2 separate regions of the Gossypium hirsutum genome follow, and region 1 is linked to region 2. Evidence: chromatin contacts called from public Hi-C data. All regions are on one chromosome and are shown on one strand. The core of a region is the stretch at or near the end of the contact, and the rest is flanking DNA. Distances in the headings are between cores, read along the strand shown. Region 1 has its middle 7.8 kb from the start of LOC107949578. Region 2 holds the start of LOC107949511 (peptidyl-prolyl cis-trans isomerase CYP21-4).

What was found. A called contact is a pair of places that touch in the nucleus more often than the background predicts.
Region 1: a Hi-C map of leaf shows a contact between it and region 2, with 1.7 times the contacts expected there. The contact joins the enhancer-like site here to the promoter of LOC107949511 in region 2. A contact is called at or near these places in 4 of 34 Hi-C or Micro-C datasets (callus, leaf and seedling).

The regions. Positions count from the first base shown.
Region 1 is chrA08:5,531,422-5,535,589 of Gossypium_hirsutum_v2.1, reverse strand. It overlaps the pseudogene LOC107949575. Among protein-coding and RNA genes, the nearest start is that of LOC107949578, 7.8 kb to the left of the region's middle. Within about 2 kb of position 1,834, at least 7 of the 9 cell types and tissues checked have an H3K27ac peak or open chromatin away from gene starts, as enhancers often do. A contact at or near this core is called in leaf, where this site is marked.
Region 2 is chrA08:5,277,628-5,281,491 of Gossypium_hirsutum_v2.1, reverse strand. LOC107949511 (peptidyl-prolyl cis-trans isomerase CYP21-4) reads right to left here and starts at 1,875. Exons shown (of 8, transcript XM_016884174.2): 1 at 1,734-1,875; 2 at 1,128-1,311; 3 at 857-896; 4 at 572-628; 5 at 1-86. The coding sequence starts at 1,279.

The sequences.
Region 1 (4,168 bases), core at 585-3,084, 250 kb before region 2:
TGAAATTAGCATGAAATTACTGTAATTTATTATAATACAAGACTGTAGAAGGATGAATGTCACATCCTGAGTTTGGCGGATCTGAGTTTAAGGCGTAAAGCTGTAAAGTTATTTGATTAGCGTAGTATAATCTGCCACTTACAATTTTCTGGCGTATTGGAATGTGACGTATAGTAACTACTATAGAAGTGTTTGGTGATTAAAGATTTTATGTTTTTCTTATTTTTTATTTTAAATATTTTAAATATACATACAAAAATATATAATATTAAAATTTACACTCATGATATGTATTGAAAAATAAATATTACACATATAAAAATTATATTTACTAAAACTAATGATATTTGTAATAATTATTTGATTTTATGAATAAAAAATATATTAATTAAAAAGATGAATTCAAAATATAAAATTGAAAATTGAAAATAATATATTTATTAATTAAAAATAATTACAAATATGTTTAGAAGATGAGAAATTGAACTTACAAGAGCTAATATGTTAAAAACATTAATTAAAAATAATCAAAAGCTTAAAAAAATGAAATAAAAAATACAAATGTGAGTGGGAAAAGAAAAGAATCGAACTATTAACATTTAAACATCTAACCAAAAATATTAATTATATTTAAAAAGTAAAAAAATGTTATTTAAACAGAAAGTGTGTCGGGTTGGGTGCACTTTCCTGCCACCTATACATAAAGGGCTCAGCTAAACAGGCTTTCACACATTCTCGTTAAAATCGATCTATTTCTCTAAAATTTCAAAAATACGACCTATTTGGCTAATAAACTTTCTTGTGGGGGGCATAAATGGTTAATTTAGCCAACACCCCCATGTCTGACCCGAACATCGGATCAAAACACCGAAATGTTACATTCTCTACTACATTCTTCACTTATCAAATATTTTCTTATAAACTTTCATAACTTTTCAATTTAGTCCATTTTTACCATAAGAATTTATTATTCACTAATTAATCATATTAAACCAATTTTCTTTCTTATTACACTTTAATCACATAATTTATCTCAATATCTTATTTCACATATCAAATTTCTATGTATTCTACTTCTATTATTTCACCCCCATATTTTCTCAAGTTTAACAATTTAGTCATTGTTATCATAAAAATTTCATATTTTTCCACAACTCATTTTTACAATACTTTATGCATATTTCATCATCTCATAACACATTCAATAAGCTTTAATCATAATTTCCATATTCACATATTGAATTGTTTCACACTTAAATTTTTTTTACAATTTTCAATTTAGTCCTTATTTCGATGGAATTTATTTTTCACCATATAAGCACTTTAATCAAATAATTCATTATATTATTTCACATGACAATTTTTCATGCATATCGCTTTACTTGTTTCAATTATAAATTTTATAAAGTTTACAATTTAATCCTTAACATCATGAAGATTCATTATTTACTATAATTTCACCTTAACATTACTTTGTAATCAATTTACTACTTCTTTTAAACTCTTTATCATAAATCTTAAATGCATGTTTGTTTCATTGAAAATAATTTTTATGAAATATTTTCAAAAAATCTGTCAAAATAACATAAAATATTTTCCATAAATTTATCTAAACAATAAATAATATTAATTTTTATAAAAAATTAAAATATTTTTCAAAATCTATTTTGAGTGAAACAATCAAACCTTTTGCCTAAGCTTGTAAAAGAACAATTGTAATTTTGGCTGTAACTAATCTATGAAAAATTATCAACGTTCTTATCCTTCAGAAGTGGGATAACTCCAAATCACGGATACTCCACTCCTCATGTCTATTATCTAATTCCAGCCGCCAAGCATTCGGAGCACTATCCAGGAAAACCTTACCCTTACACTTGCAGAAAACTCAGGTTCTTGCCCCTCTATTTTCCCATGTTCGAATCCAAGGTATACATTTTTCACTCAACTAAACCCATTCTCTCTCTTCTTCTCCTTTTTCTTTTATGGGTCGTTTTTATTTTTATTTTTTATTTCATGCCCAAATGTTTACATTGATTCATAATTCTTGCCTTTCAATTCTGATAATGCCTTGTCCTTTTAAGTTGTTCAAGAATGGGTATCCGTGCCAAGAGCAATTTGGATCGATCAAGGACGAAATGGACACCCGAGATGGACCGATATTTCATCGATCTCATGTTGGAGCAAAACAATGAACGTATTACGTTCTATGATTATGTTTTCAGCAAAACGGCATGGATGAACATGAATTCATCGTTCAACGAGAGGTTCAAGTTCGAATACGAGATGGATGTGCTGAAAAACCGGTACAAAGTACTGAGGAATCTGTACAAAGCTGTTAAGAATCTGTTGAATCAGAAGGGTTTTAACTGGGATTCGACTCGACAAATGGTGATCGCCGAGAACAAAATCTGGGATGAATATATCAAGGTTCAATGCTTTACTTATTTGATGATTTTGAGGGTTTTTTGCATTGCAGGATCTTACGGGTTTGCTTATTTACAGGTAAACCCAGATGTACGTCCTTACAGAGTTAAAACTATTCCTTACTACGATGATCTGGGTATTATATATGGAGATAATTCAGCTAGGAAAACAGGTAATGATTCAATAATTGATACTACTAGGTCTTAAGTTTGGTGGTCCACTTTGAGTGTTGGGTTTGAAAATGAATATGTCCGGACTCTGGACTAGTTCGCATGAATTTGTTCTAAGTTTTTTCATGAATGATCTTTGTGTTTATTTATGGAGATAGGGTAATTTGGAAAAAGGGTTATAATTTTGTCCTTGACACGACTAACGCCGTGTCCGGTTTTGAACTTAGAGTGAGTTTCAGATACGGATATGCATTGACCTTTTATAAGTTTTTTCATTAATGATTTTTGTTTTCTGTATCGAGATAGGATAGTTGGTATAAAGGGTAAAAGTTCTATCCTTCATACTACTAATTCTTTGTCTAGGGCTTTGTTACCCGTACTCAGGGTTGAGTCTTGGATATGAATACGTATATAACACGAGTATGCTCTATTTTCTAAGCTTTTCCATATATGTGGAGGATCATATACCATATCTATATACAAATATTTGTCGGACACAGGCATTAAACATGGATATTTTAGGAACAGAAGCGTACAGGTAACATGAGTCTGGTGTATCTCATTGTTAGAAGGTTTTATATGTTGCTGATATAATATGATACCAGGCTTTAATTTGCCCAAGACATTATCACACTCGGGTGATGATATAACAGGATCAGCTGCTCAACCAGAATGTGGCAATAAAGGAACTGTGGAGGCTGTTCATGAAATTGGTGTGGGTGATGATTGTATCTCTTTGCCCCAAGAAGTGGAGGACACAACGGAGGTGACGCCAAATGCAACAACAAACCCACTGTTTAGTCATTCTAGGATGTACTGGAAACCACCAATGGACCGGTTTTTCATTGATCTTATGCTTGAGCAATTGCAGAATGGGAACCAGATTGATGGTGTATTTTGCAAGGAGGCATGGACAGAGATGATTGCTTCATTTAATGCGAAATTTGGTTCTAATTATGATGTGGACATACTAAAGAATCGGTATAAAACTCTAAGAAGGCAATATAATGTAATAAAGAATCTTCTTCAATTGGATGGATTTGCTTGGGATGATGACCGTCAAATGGTGATTGCTGATGATAGTGTATGGCAAGAGTACATCAAGGTATGTATTTATGTGTAATACTTGAACTGCTGTCGATGCTCGTATCGTCTAGGCCATATTATCCATAAGATGTTCAGTTATGTTAAATCATACCCGATGCATGCATAATCTACATGGAAGCCTCTTAATATCCACCATCAAGAATTCATGGCATTGTTTTATTTCTTTAGATCAATGTTGTTTTGATATGTCGGTATGTATGTGACACGAGTATGTTAAACTTTTTCTTAGTTTTTCATGTATTTGAAGGGTCATCTTTCCATGCTTGTATTGGTGTTGGACATGGGTTCCTCAAATAAATGAAGAGTTTGAGTGATGCAGTTTAAGGGTAACGATATTACGAGGAAGATGATACTGCCTTCATTTCATTTTGTTCATCGATTTGTTTGGTATACTATTAAAAGCCCCTTGAGAAGTAATAGAGAGACTTTTGATGCATATCATTATAATAATGGTTTCATTATATGGG
Region 2 (3,864 bases), core at 626-3,125:
CATAAATCAAGGAATTGATCAACAACCTCAGGAAAATTGTCCTTGAAGAGCTCCACAGTTATAGAGCCTTTTGCAGTATCTAAAATCTAGTCATAGAAGGGGGGAAAAAGAGTCAAGTCAGTAGATAAAACTCAAATAGGATTCAAATGTACAAGCCTAAAACCAAGATCAACTAGTCAGTGAACATCCCAGCCAACCTGTTAAGATTATAAGATAAAATTGATTCTCTAAGGAAGGTCTAAACAAGAAAGAGTTCTTTTTCTCCTAAGAGACATATTATAGATTTATGTTTTCTTAATAGATGCTGCAATTACAAGTAATAGCATAAAAATAGAAATTGTTTCTTAATGTCTTTTTAATAAATTCATGTACTCAGAGAAGCAAGTATCTGCAAGTTATTTGCACAGGAAAAGAAAATCAAACTATAAGTCAATCATTCATGTTCCGTTTTACAACATCGTTTCCTGAAACTAAGCACAGCACATTCCAGGCAAGTAGAACAAAGAGTAGACATTATTCACTTGGGCATAAAGCACTAATCAAAGAGAGCTTGCCAAGTAAGGAAACCTACAGCATATCCAGGGAGATCAGATTTCTTCAAATCCACGAAAGAGTTGTCAGTGTCACCCTACCAGTCACAGGCAGCCAGAGTCAATATAGAATATCCGAATAAACAATAAAGACAAAAGGAGAACTTCCTCGTAGTGTAAAGCATGTAAACTATGGATACATATGCAAACAATAACGGCAAAAAGTAGCCTTGAAATGTCCTAAAAGGATGATATATAGATATTGGGCAAAGACTATCAAGAAACCCATTATAGAATAAATAAACAAATTTCTATGAAGAGTGTACCTTAAAAACTGATTGCCTGTACTCAATTTGAGTTCTTGACCTAAAGACAAGAAAACTGGGTCAAATTCCATCAAATAAGAAACATTAACCCTAATTTATTCTCCACAAGCAGTTCCATTCCTAGATTTCCTTCTCTGGAATTAGCAGTTCATGCAGTACAACAAATAAATCAACATTATTTTCGAGAAAATAATATAGTTTACAAACATTGCAGCACCAAATCCCATTCTTATTATTTCCAATTATAGCCAATACAAAAATTGCAACTCACCTTTGAGACCAATGTCTGTACGTAGCATAGAGAAAAAACACAGTCACAACAACAATCAAACTATAGAGTATAATTGTTATAACACTGATTCGAGCTGGCCCTTTCTTCTTTTTGCTTTGTTGTAGCAAAGCTTGTGGTTTGATCCTCGCCATCAACTCAAATCTTCAGTTCCAACAATAAAATCCTGAATAATTATTATTTTCAAGTAAAAAGACGTCAGTATCAAATCCTAAGTCAATAAAGTCATTACCAACTATGGAACAGTACATATATGATGAAATTTCAAAGTTTAAAAAATGTATGTAAACAATTCATAACTAAATTTATTGCTTTATTCGGAAGATTTGGAACAACATAAAGAAAGTTCATAGCATTTAGAAACAAAGCTAAAGTTGAAACATCCTAAGATCTGAGAATATATGAAAGCTTACGGAAAGCAACAAAACAGAAAAGATAATTTCTGACTTCAACTTTTCACCCCTGCTGAAAGAATAAATTAAAAAAAAATAGAGAAAGAGAATTTTCTCGAGAAAACAGCAGATTAAGCCTCAAAATTTCAAATCGGTTATTATAAAATCAATCGAGAGAGAGAGAGAGAGAGAATACATGTATATTCCTTTTTTGGCGTGAATTTTCTGGAAAGAGAAAACGTTTTGAAGAAATTGTTTTGTTTCGCCCGGTTATTCTAATTTCTTCAAAGTCGTAATTTGAATTCTACTTCCATTCGTTTAACGACAAAAAGAAATGGAAAAAGTAAGGAAGAAATTAATTAAGAGCTATTGGGCCTATAACTACTACTTATAGGCCTTTTATTGGGCCTGATAAAATTGTTACTTGGATTTCAGTTTTGGGTCTAATATGAAATGCGTATGATATAGAATACTTCATATATTATAGAAAATTAAGTAAACTAATGTAGATGTCATCCAATTATGATTTTTTATTTTTTGGTAATCAAATTATAAAAATTCACAAATTGGTCATTCAATTACTAGTAAATTTCTTTTTTGGTTTCCTAACTATAAAAAGTTACAAAAATGTCATCCAAATATTCAATTTTGTCTTTTTAGTCACCAATGAGCTACCATAAAAAATGAAAACACCTAAAAAACCAAGATAGATGAGTGACCACAAAAAAAATTTACTAATAATTGGGTAACCAAAAAAGAAAAAAAACTATAATTGGGTGACTATTAATATAGTTTGAAGAGAATCAGGGCAGGCCGAGATGGCCAAAGCTGTATAGCCTAAGAAGAGGTGGACTTGCAAAACAAAAAAGAATATTACTATAGCACTATAGCACTAGACTTAAGCCCAAATGCCTTGAAAATGAAATGAAATAAATAGTAATTATTATAATTATTCCAGAAATTTTAATAAATATATTGCAGCAATTGACCAAGTCCAAGTGCCTTGCAAATGAAATGAAATAAATAGTGATTATTATAATTATCCCCAAAAAAAAATTGTTGCAGCATAAGACTCAAGTCCAAGGGTCCTAAACATGAAGAGAAATAAATAATGATTTTTATAATTTTCTTGGAAAAGAAAAACAAAACTAGACTCAAACCCAAATGCATCGAAAGTGAAATTAAAAAAAAAAACTAGTTATTATAATTATATCTGAAAATTAAAAAAATTTATTGCAGTCACAGACTCAAGCCTAAATTCCCAAAATAAAATGAAATAAATAGTGATTATTATATTTATCTTAAAAAATAAAAAATTTTACATCACCATACTCCAACTCAAGTGTCTTGAAAATGAAATAAAATAAATAGTTATTATTATAATTATCTAGAAAATTTTAAAATTTTATTGCAGTACCATGTTGAATACCAAATTCATTGAAAATGAAATGAAACAAAATAAATAGTTATTATTATAATTATCCTAAACAAATAAACTTTTCACAGCACCATACTCAAACCCCAGTCCCTAAAAATGAAATGAAATAAATAGTTATTATTATAATTTTCTTGATTAAAAATAAATTATTGCAGTATAGACTCAAGTCGAAGTGCCCTAAAAATGAAATGAAATAAAAAGTGATTATTATAATTATCCCAGAAAATTAAAAAAATATTTATTGCAGCCCTAAATTCAAGCCCAAATTTCCCAAAAATAAAATGAAATGAAATAAATAATGTATTATAATTATTCTAAAAAAAAAATTTACAGCATCATACTCAAGTTCAAGTGCCCAGAAAACGAAATGAAATAAATAGTTATTATTATAACCATCTCAAAAAAATTAAAAAAAAACTAAATATTACAGTACCATACTCAAGCTCAAGTTCCTCGAAAATGAAATAAAATAATTAGTGATTATTATAATTTTCTCGTAAAACTAAAAAAAACTGCAACACCATACTCAAGACCAAATACCTCAAAAATAAAATAAAATAAATAGTGATTATTATATTTATATTAGAAAATTAAAAGAATTATTGTAGCAGCCAGGCTCAAACCAAAGTCCCTCAAAAATGAAATGAAATAAATAGTGATTATTGTAATTATCTCGAAAAATTAAAAAAAATGCAGTACCAGACTCAAGCCCTGATAAAAAATGAAATAAAATAAATTGTGATTATTATATATCCTGAAAAATTTTTTAAAAAAATTATTCAGCACCAACACAAGCCCAAGTGACTTGAAAATGAAATAAAATAAATAATAATTTTTATATTCATCCTATAATTTTTTTTAAAAAAATATTGTTGCTCTAGACTCAAGT